2 separate regions of the Sus scrofa genome follow, and region 2 is linked to region 1. Evidence: chromatin contacts called from public Hi-C data. All regions are on one chromosome and are shown on one strand. The core of a region is the stretch at or near the end of the contact, and the rest is flanking DNA. Distances in the headings are between cores, read along the strand shown. Region 1 overlaps RAD9B (cell cycle checkpoint control protein RAD9B). Region 2 overlaps TCTN1 (tectonic-1).

Region 1 (6,760 bases), core at 1,532-4,031:
AACATTTATTATTTTCATAAATATTTACTGAGCACTTGCTGTGTACAAGGCTGATCAGCTGGCTTTTGCTGGATAACAAACCACATCAAAAATTTAGTGGTTCAAAATAACAAACATTTGTTATTTCTCACGATTGAGTGGCTCCTCTGGTGAAGGCTGGCTTAACTGTGGCTGGATCATTTTGAATGGCCTCACTTTCACATCTGGGGCCTCAAAGTTGGGACAACCGGAACAGCAGGATGGCTGGGGCCTTTCACCACCTGGTCTGCAATCTTCCAGGAGTCTACACTTTGCTGTGCTTATTTTCAGGCCGATGGAAACATTCTTAGTTTAAGAGTAGAAGCTGACATACTTTTCTTTTTTTTTCCTGCTTTTTAGGGACATACTTGGGGCATATGGAAGTTCCTGGGATAGGGGTCAAACTGGAGCTACAGTTGCCAGCCTATGCCACAGCCATAGCAACACTGGATCCGAGCCACATCTGTACCTATGCTGCAGCCTGCAGCAACACTGGATCCTTAACCTACTGAAAGAGGCCAGGGATCGAACCCTCATCCTCATGGATACTAGTCGGGTTCTTAACCTGCTGAGCTACAACAGGAACTACTGACAGGTCTCTGGAGGCCTAGGCTTGGAACCCACATAATATCACTTCTAATGCATTCTATTGATATCAAAGCAAGTCCAAGTCCAGCTGAGAGTTGGGGAAGTACTTCAGCTTTCAAAGGGAGGGCCTGCAAATAATTTATAAGTATTTTTCTGTAACCTACCATACAGGGACTACTTTTGGAGCTGTGGACTAGCGAAGAACAAATCAGACAAAAATCTCCAACCTCACAGAGCTTACATTCTAGTGAGGGGAGACAAACAATAAGAAAATAGGAAGTAGGGAGGCCCCCTGTGGCACAATAGGTTAAGGATCTGGTGTTGTCACTGCAGCACCAGGTTGCTGCTGTGACAGAGATTTGATCCCAGTCCTGGGAACTTCCACATGCTGCAGGTGTGGCCAAACAACAACAAAAACAAAAAACAGATTAAGTAAAGAGAATGCTTACTGTAGGCCAAACATTCTCTGATATAAACTGTACAAATGTTTTCTTAGATCAGTTACTCAAATTATGTTATTCAAATGTTTCTCAATGCCTTTAAATTCACTGTTTTGAGAGTTTAAAGTCATTAGCACATCTGCAGAATGCCTTTTTACAAAACCTCAAAACCTTGAAGTAGGAATCCTGTCCTTTTTTTTTTTTTTTGTCTTTTCTAGGGCCGTACCGTGGCACATGGAGGTTCCCAGGCTAGGAGTCTAATTGGAGCTGTAGCCACCGGCCTACACCACAGCTCACCTCAACGCCAGATCCTTAACCCACTGAGCGAAGCCAGGGATCAAATCTGAAACCTCATGGGTCCTAGCTGGATTCACGACGGGAGCCACGACGGGAACTCCAGCAATCCTGTCCTCTTGACATATGTCATTAATATAATGTATAAATCAGACTTCTGTTCACTCAATAAATAGCCAGGGCATCCATCTGATGGAAGTCCCTCTCTGTTGGGAACCTGTCCTTGAGCAGGACAGAATGCATTAGCATGTGTGCTTTGGATCAGAGCATGTTCTTCAGGGACAACTCACTGATTCATTTTCAGCCACTGTGGGGCCAGTGCAAATGCAAATACAGAGAATTGATAGAATAATTGCTAGGCAGTAAATATTTCGGATGAATCTTGGTTCTTGAGGATATAAAACATCTTTTTTTTTCTAATAGCAGATGCTAAATAATTTAAGAAATCACTGTTCCAGAAACCATTTATGATTAGACTCTGAGAAGTTAATCCTTTTTTAGTAGGTCATGTTTTTTCAATTGTTTTCCATCAGTGAAGAGAGCCAAATTTACTTCATTGTCCTAAATTTCTTCCCGAGTTTCAAATGTATATTTGCAGCAGTTTAGTGGATATCTCTGCCCAGGTGTTTTTTGTTTTTCTTTTTTTTTTTTCATTTTTGGCCGCCCCACTGCATATGGTGTTCCTTGGGCCAGGGATCAGATCTGAGCCATGGTTGCAACCTAAGCCGCAGCTGCAGCAATGATGGATCTTTAACCCACTGTGCTGGGTCAGGGATTGAACCTGTGTCCCATCACTCCCAAGAGGCCGATGATCCCATTGCGCCACAGCAGGAACACCAACCCAGGTGATTTTTCTCAATTACATTTGAACAATGTTTCTCCACCAGATTATTAATATAAAATTGCAAACATAATTTTCTGAGCTTCTAAAGTTTTGGAAAGTATAACTATTTATCCCAATGACTGTAGCAGCATGCACCCCCTACTTCCCCTTTCCTTCCTGAGCCATCCTTCCTGGTTGTGTAGTAGCCATGAGGTCTGGGTGGGGCTGATTTCACTTTCAGCATCACTTGTGGGCCCTTGTTGCTATAAATCAATTGATGTAATCTTATCTGCCCCCCCCCACCGCCCCACAATTGAATTTGGTCCAGATATGGCAAGAAGCCAGGGCAGTTAGAGAATGGAATTCCCCTAGCCCCCTAGGATTAGTTTAGGTTTGTCCAGTCAGAGCAAAGTCAAGCACTTTTGTTCAATGCATATATGAGGTAAGGCTCTCCCCCTGGATGTGAAAGAGCAAGCATGGCAGCCCAAGCTGCTGCTGCTGGAAGTCACCATATTATTAAAAGTTTATAAAAGAAGCTGGCCTTAGTATAAATCACATGGAGGACAGGAGAGCTGAGAGAATTTGAAACAGAAGGAAGAGAAGCAGCTGCTGCAGTCTGGATCAAACCACGCCTATGACCTCATTTTGAACTTTTCCTTTACATGAGCCAATATCCCTCCTTATTGTTTAAGGCAGTTTGAGTTGGATTTTTTTTTTTTTCTGTTACTTGTAACTTAGAGCATTCTAACACAACAACTTCCCTACAAAAGCTATTAAAAAAATCAACCAATCACAAATGTATATTGGATATTACTGTAAACAAGCCACTTGAGACATACTTAAGTGGAAAAACTGGCTGTTTGAAATCTAACTGGAAATAAAGGATGAGGATAATTGTAATAACAGTAGTTACAATTTAGTTCACCTTTTGTGTCAGGCACCATGCTATGTGCTTTACACATGTGATCTCACTTTGTCCTCACAACAACCCGGGAATCTGAGGGTAGGTAGGATTATCCCCATTTCACAGACAAGAAAATGAAGGTTCAGAGTGGTTATGTACTGTCACAAAGCTAATAAGTATAGGAGAAGCCACGTCCTTATCTGCACGATGCCAAAGCTCGCTGTGCTTTTTTAAAAAATTTTTATTGAAATATAGTTGACTTACAATGTTGTTAGTTTCAAGTGTACAGTAAAGTGATTCAGTTATATATATTCTTTTCTATTTTATTTTTATTTATTTGTCTATTTAGTGCCACATATGTGGCATATGGAAGTTCCCAGGCTAGCGGTTGAATCAGAGCTACAGTTACCGGCCTATGGCACAGTAACTCAGGATCCAAGCTGCATCTGTGACCCACACCACAGCTCACAGCAACACCGGATCCTTAACCCACTGAGCAAGGCCAGTGATCCAACCTGCATCCTCATGGGTACCAGTCAGGTTCATTATTGATGAGCCACGATGGGAACTCCTTAATTTATTTATTCATTTTACTTTTTTTTTTTTTGCTTCAGCCATGGGATATGGAAGGTCCCTAGCGAGGAATCAAATCTGAACCACAGCTGCGACCTATGCTACAGCTGTGGCAATGTCAGATCCTTAACCTATTGTGCTGGACAAGAGATCAAACCCATGCCTCAGCAGTGACCTAATCCACTGCGCCACTGTGGGAACTCCTTGTATATACATTCTTTTTTAGATTATTTTCCATTATAGATAATAACCTAGATATTAAGGATAGTTCCTTGAGCTATATAGTAGTTCCTTGTTGGTTACATATTTTATAGATAGTAGTGTATATATTTCAATCCCAAACTCCTAATTTATTCCTCTATCCTCCCTCCCCTGCTGCTATGCTTTTTTTTTTTTTTAAATGGCCTCGCTTGAAGCATGCAGAAGTTTCTGGGACAGGGATCAAATCCATGTCAAAGCAGTAACCAGACCCACAGCAGTGACAATGCTGGATGCTGTGCTTTTTTTTTTTTTTGTCTTTTTGCTATTTCTTTGGGCCGCTCCCATGGCATATGGAGGTTCCCAGGCTAGGGGTCGAATCGGAGCTGTAGCCACTGGCCTACACCAGAGCCACAGCAACGCAGGATCCGAGCCGCATCTGCAACCTACATCACAGCTCACGGCAACGCCGGATCGTTAACCCACTGAGCAAGGGCAGGGACCGAACCCGCAACCTCATGGTTCCTAGTCGGATTCGTTAACCACTGAGCCACGACGGGAACTCCCTTGCTGTGCTTTTAATTGTGCTCTTTACATGATTCTGCTACTACATGTGAAGTTCGAAGAAGGAAAAAAATAATGTTATAATAATTGATATTTTACAGGGGGAAATTAAGGAACATAATGTAAATATGAGTTTAAATTAAAATATTAAATGTAAAACAAAATTAAGAAATATAAGATAAATAGTAACACTAATATAACCTTCCAGAAGACCATTCTACTACAAAAAATCTGGACCAATATCACAAGTACAAGAATCTTAAAAACATACAATCCTACCTGGTAACTTCAAATAAAATAGTAGCAATCATTAATAATATAACTAGTACTAACTCTTACAGAGAATAAGCCAGGAATTCTTTTAATCACTTTAGAACTTAACTTCTTATAACTCATTGAATCTTCACAAAAACCCCAGGAATTCCCTGGTGGCCTAGTAGTTAAGGATCCAGTGCTGTCACTGCAGCGGCCTGGGATGCTGCCGTGGCACAGGTTTGACCTCTGGTCCGGCAACTTCCACATGTCGCTGGTTCAGCCAAAAAAAAGGAAAACAAACAAACAAAAAAACCTATGATCCTAGTACTATCATTGTCCCCATTTTACATATTGGGAAAGTGAGGCACAAAGATATAAAATAATTTTCCCAATGTCTCAGCAAGGAAGGGGCAGAGCAGGATTCTATCCCAGACCTTGTGATCTCCAGAGATCACGGTCTTAACCACCATGCTATACATATTTAATCATGTAAAATATTATATGACTGCAACATTTGAATATCTACCATGCAAGGCTGGAGGCAGAAAGTCACTTTTACAACTTGGTGTAGCAGAGAGAATGAGTGAAGGTTTTGGCTTCTACTACTGTGGGGTTGGACTCAAATCCAGGCTCTGTGACCTGCTAGTTCTGTGTCCTTGGGCCATTTACCATGCCTCTTTCAGCCCTAAAGAAAATACTATTTGCCTTCTTGAGCACTTTCAATCCAGGTAGGCATTATTCTTTTCTGTTTTTACCAAGGAACACTGTTACCAAGGCACTTGTACAAAATGTCAACAAGTAGCCAGTTAGTTTCAGAACAATCTTTTGAATTCAGATGGACATTTTAAAAAATCAGTCTGGGGGAGTTCCCGTTGTGGCACAGTGGTGAACGAATCCGACTAGGAACCATGAGGTTGTGGGTTCGGTCCCTGGCCTCTCTCAGTGGGTTAACGATCCAGTGTTGCCGTGAGCTGTGGTGTAGGTTGCAGACGCAGCTTGGATCCCGCGTTGCTGTGGCTGTGGCATAGGCCGGCGGCTACAGCTCTGATTCGACCCCTAGCCTGGGAACCTCCATATGCTGTGGGAGCGGCCCAAAGAAATGGCAAAAAGACAAAAAAAAAAAAAAAAAAAAAAAAAAATCAGTCTGGGAGTTCCCATCGTGGCACAGTGGAAAAGAATCCAACTAGAACCATGAGGTTGGGGGTTTGATCCCTGGCCTCACTCAGTGGGTTAAGGATCCAGCACTGCTGTGAGCTGTGATGTAGGTCGCAGAAACAGCTTGGATCCTGAGTTGCTATGGCCATAACATAGGCCAGCAGCTCTAGCTCCAATTAGACCCTTAGCCTGAGAACCTCCATATGCTGCAGGTGTGGCCCTAAAAAGCAAAATAATAATAAATAAATAAATATATCAGTCTATATTCAGGCAAAGTTTGTATCATTAACAGGCCAAAAAAGGAAATAATTAATATCAACCACTCACACTACTTCTACAGAGACAAGTAAGATAATACAACTGCCTCACCACAAAACTACACAAATGCTTTTTTTTTCTCTCTTTTTGTTTTTTAGGGCCACACCTGAGGCATATGGAGGTTCCCAGGCTAGGGATCTATTGGAGCTGTAGCCACCCGCCTACGCCACAGCCACTGCAATGTCAGATCTGAGCCGCATCTATAACCTACACCACAGCTCATGGCAACACCAGATCCTGAACCCACTGAGAAAGGCCATGGATTGAACCCTCAACCTCATGGTTCCTAATCAGATTCGTTTCCACTGAGCCACAATGGGAACTCCTACAAATTCTAACCAATAATACGATGGGAAGTGTTGATGTGCAGTTTGAGTATTCTAAACATAAAAAGTATTAACAAAAAATGCATAATACTCTAAATTAGTCCTAATTATACTTACCATGTCTGCAGAAGAACTGAATAACTACTTTGCACTTATCAGATCTGGTGAATATTTTGCACTTCTCTACATTTCTTTCAAGGGAATTCAGACATCTAAAGATGGGCAGAATTGACTGTTACACAAATATAGAAGAGCATATAATTAATATAATTGATTAGATTAACACAAACAAGAATATGTATAT
Region 2 (6,760 bases), core at 2,575-5,074, 93 kb before region 1:
AAAAAAATTGCATGTAATGATTTATGTCTTAAAAGGAAAAAAACAAAGCAAATCTACTGTAACTCTACAAAATGGGAAGACCAGACTAGGGGAAGCCCCTTGGTTCTAAACTGCATTATTTATAGAAGTATTCCAGCCCAAGAATGTTGGGTATACTTTTGACATTTTTGTCAAAATAATTAAACACAGTAATTTTTTTATGTATCAATTTTGTTTGTCTTTGTTTTTCTTTTTTGTTTCATTTTGTTTTTAGGGCTGCACCCATCGACATATAGAAGTTCCCAGGTTAGGGGTCAAATTGGAGCTGCCCACCTACACCACAGCTCAAGACAACGCCAAATCCTTGACCCACTGAGTGAGGCCAGGAATGGAACCCACATCTTCATGGATATTAGCTGGGTTTGCTACTGTTGAGCCACACCGGGAACTCCTTAAACATGGTAAGTATTCAAGAAACACATTTTCCAATTCAAAGAATGCCCAAACAGGGAGTTCCCGTCGTAGCTCAGTGGAAACAAATCTGACTAGCATCCATGAGGACACAGGTTCGCTCCCTGGCCTCACTCGGTGGGTTAAGGATCCAGCGTTGCCATGAGCTGTGGGGTAGGTCGCAGACATGGCTTGGATCCCACATTGCTGTGGCTGTGGTGCAGACCAGTGGCTACAGCTCCCACTTGACCCCTAGCCTGGAAACTTCCATATCCCTCTGGGGTAGACCTAAAAAGAAAAAAAATGCCCAAACAGTAAATATATACATATATATATATATATGCATAGTTTATTAAATTTATACAGCAAAGCTAAATCATCAAAATGACATCTTTAGTACCTTCCTACAGCATTCCAGAGAAAATTGTATAAAAATAATTGGATCAAATGTATAATACAGATATTTCCAATTCTTTTTTTCTACAAAGGATTCCTTAACAAACACCTGAAATTCTGGACCATTTTTAATAACTGATGTAACACTTCCCTTAAAAAATGGTATTATTTTTCTAAACCTTCATCTCATGACTTCTAAATCCAGGACTTGTTTTTGTTGATCTTAAATCTTCTCTTTACTTCCAGGCCTCTACTTTCTTTTCTATTCCTTAATATCTGTCAATCACTTTGTCCTATTTTCCATTTTGAAATTTTAGGCTGTTAGATTAATATTTTGATAAAAGTAAATTTCAGTTTTAAGATTTTCATGTTTATGGTTTGGGAAATATTCTCAACACCCCTTCTGGTTCAATTTCAAACACTCTGTAAGTGGCCCCAAAGAAATTTTATTACATCTTACACTGTCAAAATGAGGGTTGCATCAACTTAGATTCATTTTTTTGCAAACCTTGGGAACACTGAAACCTTTCATTTCACAGGTGACCCATTTCTGCCAGATTTTCTCATTTTTCAACCCAGAGGATCTTTTCTCCTTTCCTTCTTTTCTGGCCTTGGCATGTTCCCTCATTAGGATGGAAGGACACAAGGAAGGGCCAAGACCTATTTCCATATTTTGTCCCAAACTGTAGCACTTGCGGTGTGCATAAATGTTTGTGATTTAAAACGTCCATCTGTTTCTCCAGGATTATTGGCATCCTCGACTCCTTATAGTCTGTGCCAGCATTGAGAGGAATCGAGACAATTCAGCTTTTTGGAATTCAGCACTTGGAAGCCACTGCATTCAAGAGTCTAAAAAATCAAAGACAGGAGTAGCTGGGCGGACAAATAGCTGAGGCTGACTTAATATGACAGTGTTAACTCCTTGGTCTTTGGTGTGATTTGGAGTGAATTGGTTGTTATTGCTATTATTATTGCTAAAGTTGTGGCTTCTAATTTGTCTAAAATGAAGTATCCAGTTTTGCCTGAGTAACTATATCCATCCATCTTTATTCATCTGAGCCAAATATTTTATAAATAGGGAGGCAGAATCATCAAGCTTTATAAAGGGATTTCTTAGAACAACAGGAGGTCAAGGTTGTGTGAGGACAGAAGGCTGACTCCACCGTTTTAACTGAAGCGAACAGTCCAGTGATTCATTTCTAAATCAACACCCAGAAGAAAATAATTCCCAACTTCTCTCCTCCTCCTCCTCCCATGTCCCATGTGCCTAATCAACCATAAGATCCCATTCTTGTTCTTCAAATGTTTTCTGAAACATTATGGAGGCAGAGGGCTATTTGAGCAGACTTTACATTCTTAAAAGGTCTCAAATTTAAAAGTTTGACCTTTTCTGAAAATAAAATAATAAATACGATCAGGTCACAGAAACATACTGACAGGAATGAAATAATTCTCTGTTTACCAGACAACTTTAAACTTGCATCCTATCATTGGACCATACTGCAGTCAAATAAACTAGTAGGCTTTTTAAGAATCACTTCATTTTTACTTATTTGTCTTTTTAGGGCCATGCCCATGGCGTATAGAAGTTCCCAGGCTAGGGGTCAAATCAGAGCTACAGCTGCCAGCCTACGCCACAGCCACAGCAATGCTAGATCTGAGCCTCATCTGTGACCTAAACCTCAGTTCTCAGCAAAGCCTGATCCTTAACTCACTGAGCAAGGTCAGGGATCGGACCCATGACCTTATGGATACTAGTTAGGTTTGTTACTGCTGAGCCACAGGGAACTCCTAAGAATCATTTGAAAAATTATTTTCAGGAGTTCCCCTCTTGGCTCAGCAGTAAGAAACCCAACTACTATCCATGAGGATGCAGGTTCGATCCCTGGCTTCACTCAGTGGATTAAGGATCCAGCGTTGCCGTGAGCTATGGTATAGGTCACAGACAGGACTCGGATCTGGTGTTGCAGTGGCTGTGGCATAGGCCAGCAGCTATAGCTCTGATTTGACCCCTTGCCTGAGAACTTCCATATGCCAAGAGTGCAGCCCTAAAAAGAAAAGAAAAGAAAAAATTCCGATTGCAGTATTACAATCACAATAAAAGGCACAAAAAGACCACTGTGCACGTCACCAAAATCATTTTGTCACATTTACCCCACATTTCTTTTTAGTTAGTTTTTCTTATTTTGCTGTTTTGTTTTTGTTTTCCCTCTCTGGCAGCATGTGGCAGTTCCTGGGCCAGGTATCAAACCAACACCATAGCAATGACCGAAGCCACTGCAGTGGCAATGCTAGATCCTTAATCTGCTGCACCACAAGATAACTCCTTTTTAGTCAGTTTTATTGAGAGATAATTTATATGCAGTATTAATTTTTGTATACAGTTTTTGATATGCAGGTTTTTCATGCATCAATGCACAGTTTTTTGGTATGCAATTTTATGAGTTTAACACATACAGTCATGTAAGCACAACCACTATCAAGATACAGAAAAATTTTATCACCCATAAAAGTTCCCCCATGCCCGTTTCCAATCAGCCCCTCCTACTGCTCCAGCCCAGGAAGACAATGATATACCTATTTCCTGTCCCTGTGGTTTTTCCCTTTTCCAGAATATCACATCAATGGATATGTAGCCTTTTGAGCCTGACTGCTTTCATTTAACCTAACGCCTTTGAATTTATCCACATTGCATGTGCAGACAGTCTGTTTATTTATTTATTATTATTATGGTAAAAAAAATCCACATAACATTGAATTTACTATCTTAATCTTTTTTTTTTTAATGGCCACACCTGTGGCATATGGAGATTCCTGGGCCAGGGACTGAATTTGAGCCACAGCAGCAACCTATGATGTACTTGCTGTGGCAATTTCAGTCCTTTATTACACTGTACCATGCCCAAGATCAAATGCACAAATCCACAGTGACCAGAGCTGCTGCAGTCAGGTTCTTAACCCATTGCACCACAATGCAAACTCCCATCTTATTCATTTTTAAGTGTACAGTTCAGCAGTGTTAAGTATTTTCACATTGTTGTGCAACACATCCTGAGGAGTGTGGAGTGATGTTTCATTGTGGTTTTGATTTGCAATTTTTTTTCTTTGTCTCTTGTCCTTTTAGGGCCGAACCCTCGGCATATGGAGGTTCCCAGGAGAGGGGTCTAATCTGAGATGTAGCTGCCGGCCTACACCACAGCCACAGCCACGCCAGATCCTTAACCCGCTGAGTGAGGCCAGGGATCGAACCCACAACCACATGGTTCCTAGTTGGATTCATTTCTGCTGCACCATGACGGGAACTCCTTGATTTACATTTTGATAATAATTAGTAATATCGAGCATCTTTCCTGTGCTCATTGGAGACTTGTATATCTTCTTTGGAGAAATGTCTATTCAGGTTTTTTGCCCTGAATTGGATTTTTATTATTGTGATTGAGATGCAGAAGTTCATTATACATTCTGGATATTAACCCCTCATTGGATATATAATTTGCATTATTTTCTACCATGCCATGCCATAGGTTTTGACTTTTCATTCTGTTGATTGCTCCTTTTGACATACAGCAGTTTTTAAGTTTGGTGTGGTCCCATTTGTCTACTTTTTCTTTTGTTGCCTGTGCTTTTGATGCTATATCCAGAAAATCACTGCCAAAACCAATGTCCTAAAACTTTTCTCCTATGTTTTCTGCTATGTAGTTTAATAGTTTTAATCTATTTTGAGTTAATATTTTAGGTAAGGGTCTAATGTCAAAGTTTTTTGTTTTGTTTTGTTTTCAGGGCTGCACGTGTGATATATGTAAGTTCCCAGGCTAGAGGTGCAGCTGCCAGTCCATGCCACAACCACAGCAATGCTGGATGCAAGCTGCATCTGTGACCTACCCTGCAGCTACTGGCAACACTGGATCCTTAATCCACTGAGGGAGGCTGGGCATTGAAACTGCATCTTCACAGACACTATTATCGGGTTTTCAACCCACTGAGCCACAATGGGAACTCCTAACTTCATCCTTTTAGCATATGGATATCCAGTTTTCCCAACACCATTTGTTGAAGAGACTGTCCTTTCCCCCATCACTCAGTCCTAACACCATTGTTAAAAATAATTTGGCCGGGAGTTCCCGTCATGGTGCAGTGGTTAACGAATCCGACTAGGAACCATGAGGTTGCAGGTTCGGTCCCTGCCCTTGCTCAGTGGGTTAACGATCCGGCGTTGCCGTGAGCTGTGGTGTAGGTCGCAGATGTGGCTCGGATCCCGTGTTGCTGTGGCTCTGGCGTAGGCTGGTGGCTACAGCTCCGATTGGACCCCTAGCCTGGGAACCTCCATATGCCGCGGGAGCGGCCCAAGAAACAGCAAAAAGACAAAAAAAAAAAAAAATAATAATAATAATAATTTGGCCATACATTTGGGAGTTTCAATCCACTCCTTTTTATTGCTAATAAGTATCCTCTAAAGGTTATACCACAATTCCTTTATTCATTCACCAGTTGAAAGAATTTGAGCTTTTCCAGTTTTGGGCAATTACAAATAAAGCCACTATAAACATTCACATCGAGATTTTGTGTGATTTTCATTTCTCTTGGGTACATACCTAGGGGTGAGATTTCTGGGTTGTGTGGTATTTAATTTTACAAGACACTGCTCAACTTTCCCCTAAAGTGGCAGCTGCACATTGTGCATTCCCACCAACAATGTGTGAGATTTGCAGCTGCTCCCCACACTCATGAAAACTTGGTGTGGTCAGTTTTGTTTTATTTCCATTTTTAGCTATTCAAATAATTGTGTGGTGGCATCTCATTGCACTTGTGTTAGTTGGCTTTTAATAGGTTCATTCATCTTGGAATGGCACATGTACATAGCATTTTAACCTTGGGGTACCCCAAATATTTGTTAAATAGTAAATGAAGAAATAAATTCATTTTTTGTAAACAGAGAGCCTCAGAAAATGAAAGTGAGTTGAGGGGCACTGCTCTCTCTTCCCCACTTCTATTTCTGTTTCCGGCTTGTAACATGTTTTCATCCTTCGTGTTGGGTCTGCAGGTAGTTCCGTTTTCACTCACCCTTTCCTGAAAGCCTGTGAGTGAATTCTTGAGACCTAAACCAGCTTTGCTTTGCCCTTGCCATGGGGTCAGGTATTTCTGCCACTGCCTGTTTGACCTTTTGTTCATCCAAATTTGTTGTCAAGAATGTGGAGACCAGAGAAAAGCAAATACAAGATTGGGTAAACCTATGTCAAAAGCACCAGCCTCACACTGTTAAAGCATGTTTTTCAAGCCCCATATCGGAACCCATGGTCTGACAAGTGTGTATGTAGTTATGAAGACAATTTAAAAATTAGAATGTCCTGGAGACATCGGAATTATTGCGGCCATAGTTATGAAAAGTCTGGATGGAACTAACCCTAAATCCAAACCCCCAGAATCCCCATATCTACATTATTATCAATTGATTAGGGGCAAAAAAAAAGATCGTCTGATTAGAAATGATGAAGTTTAATTAGGTTTGTTTGGACAAAGACTCAAAGACTTTTTTTTTTTTTTGTCTTTTTGCTATTTCTTTGGGCCGCTCCCGCGGCATATGGAGGTTCCCAGGCTAGGGGTCCAATCGGAGCTGTAGCCACCAGCCTACGCCAGAGCCACAGCAATGCGGGACCCAAGCCGCACCTGCAACCTACACCACAGCTCACGGCAACGCCGGATCGTTAACCCACTGAGCAAGGGCAGGGACCGAACCCGGAACCTCATGGTTCCTAGTCATATTCATTAACCACTGCGCCACGACAGGAACTCCTCAAAGACTTTTTAATACAGATCACTTGTGAGCCTCTTAAAACAAATAATCAAAGTCTGTCCAAATAAAATCCAGCTGCAGGTTCTCCCTCAGAGGGCAGTTGCTTACTACAGTGGGATAATAAAGGGTCAGTCATATTTTAAT

Evidence for each region. Hi-C and Micro-C count contacts between places; a contact is called where the count stands out from the background.
Region 2: a Hi-C map of alveolar macrophages shows a contact between it and region 1, with 4 times the contacts expected there. The contact joins two enhancer-like sites. A contact is called at or near these places in 3 of 5 promoter capture datasets (fetal liver and liver), 31 of 47 Hi-C or Micro-C datasets (adipocytes, adipose tissue, alveolar macrophages and 16 more) and 2 of 2 datasets of contacts at active chromatin or transcription factors (alveolar macrophages and skeletal muscle).

What each region holds. Positions count from the first base shown.
Region 1 is chr14:31,874,077-31,880,836 of Sscrofa11.1, reverse strand. RAD9B (cell cycle checkpoint control protein RAD9B) reads right to left here. Exons shown (of 11, transcript XM_013982863.2): 4 at 6,574-6,688. Among named protein-coding and RNA genes, the nearest start is that of VPS29, 7.8 kb to the right of the region's middle. Within about 2 kb of position 2,781, at least 12 of the 83 cell types and tissues checked have an H3K27ac peak or open chromatin away from gene starts, as enhancers often do. A contact at or near this core is called in alveolar macrophages, where this site is marked.
Region 2 is chr14:31,968,420-31,975,179 of Sscrofa11.1, reverse strand. All of the region lies in intron 1 of TCTN1 (tectonic-1), which reads right to left. Among named protein-coding and RNA genes, the nearest start is that of TCTN1, 18 kb to the right of the region's middle. Within about 2 kb of position 3,824, at least 3 of the 83 cell types and tissues checked have an H3K27ac peak or open chromatin away from gene starts, as enhancers often do. A contact at or near this core is called in alveolar macrophages, where this site is marked.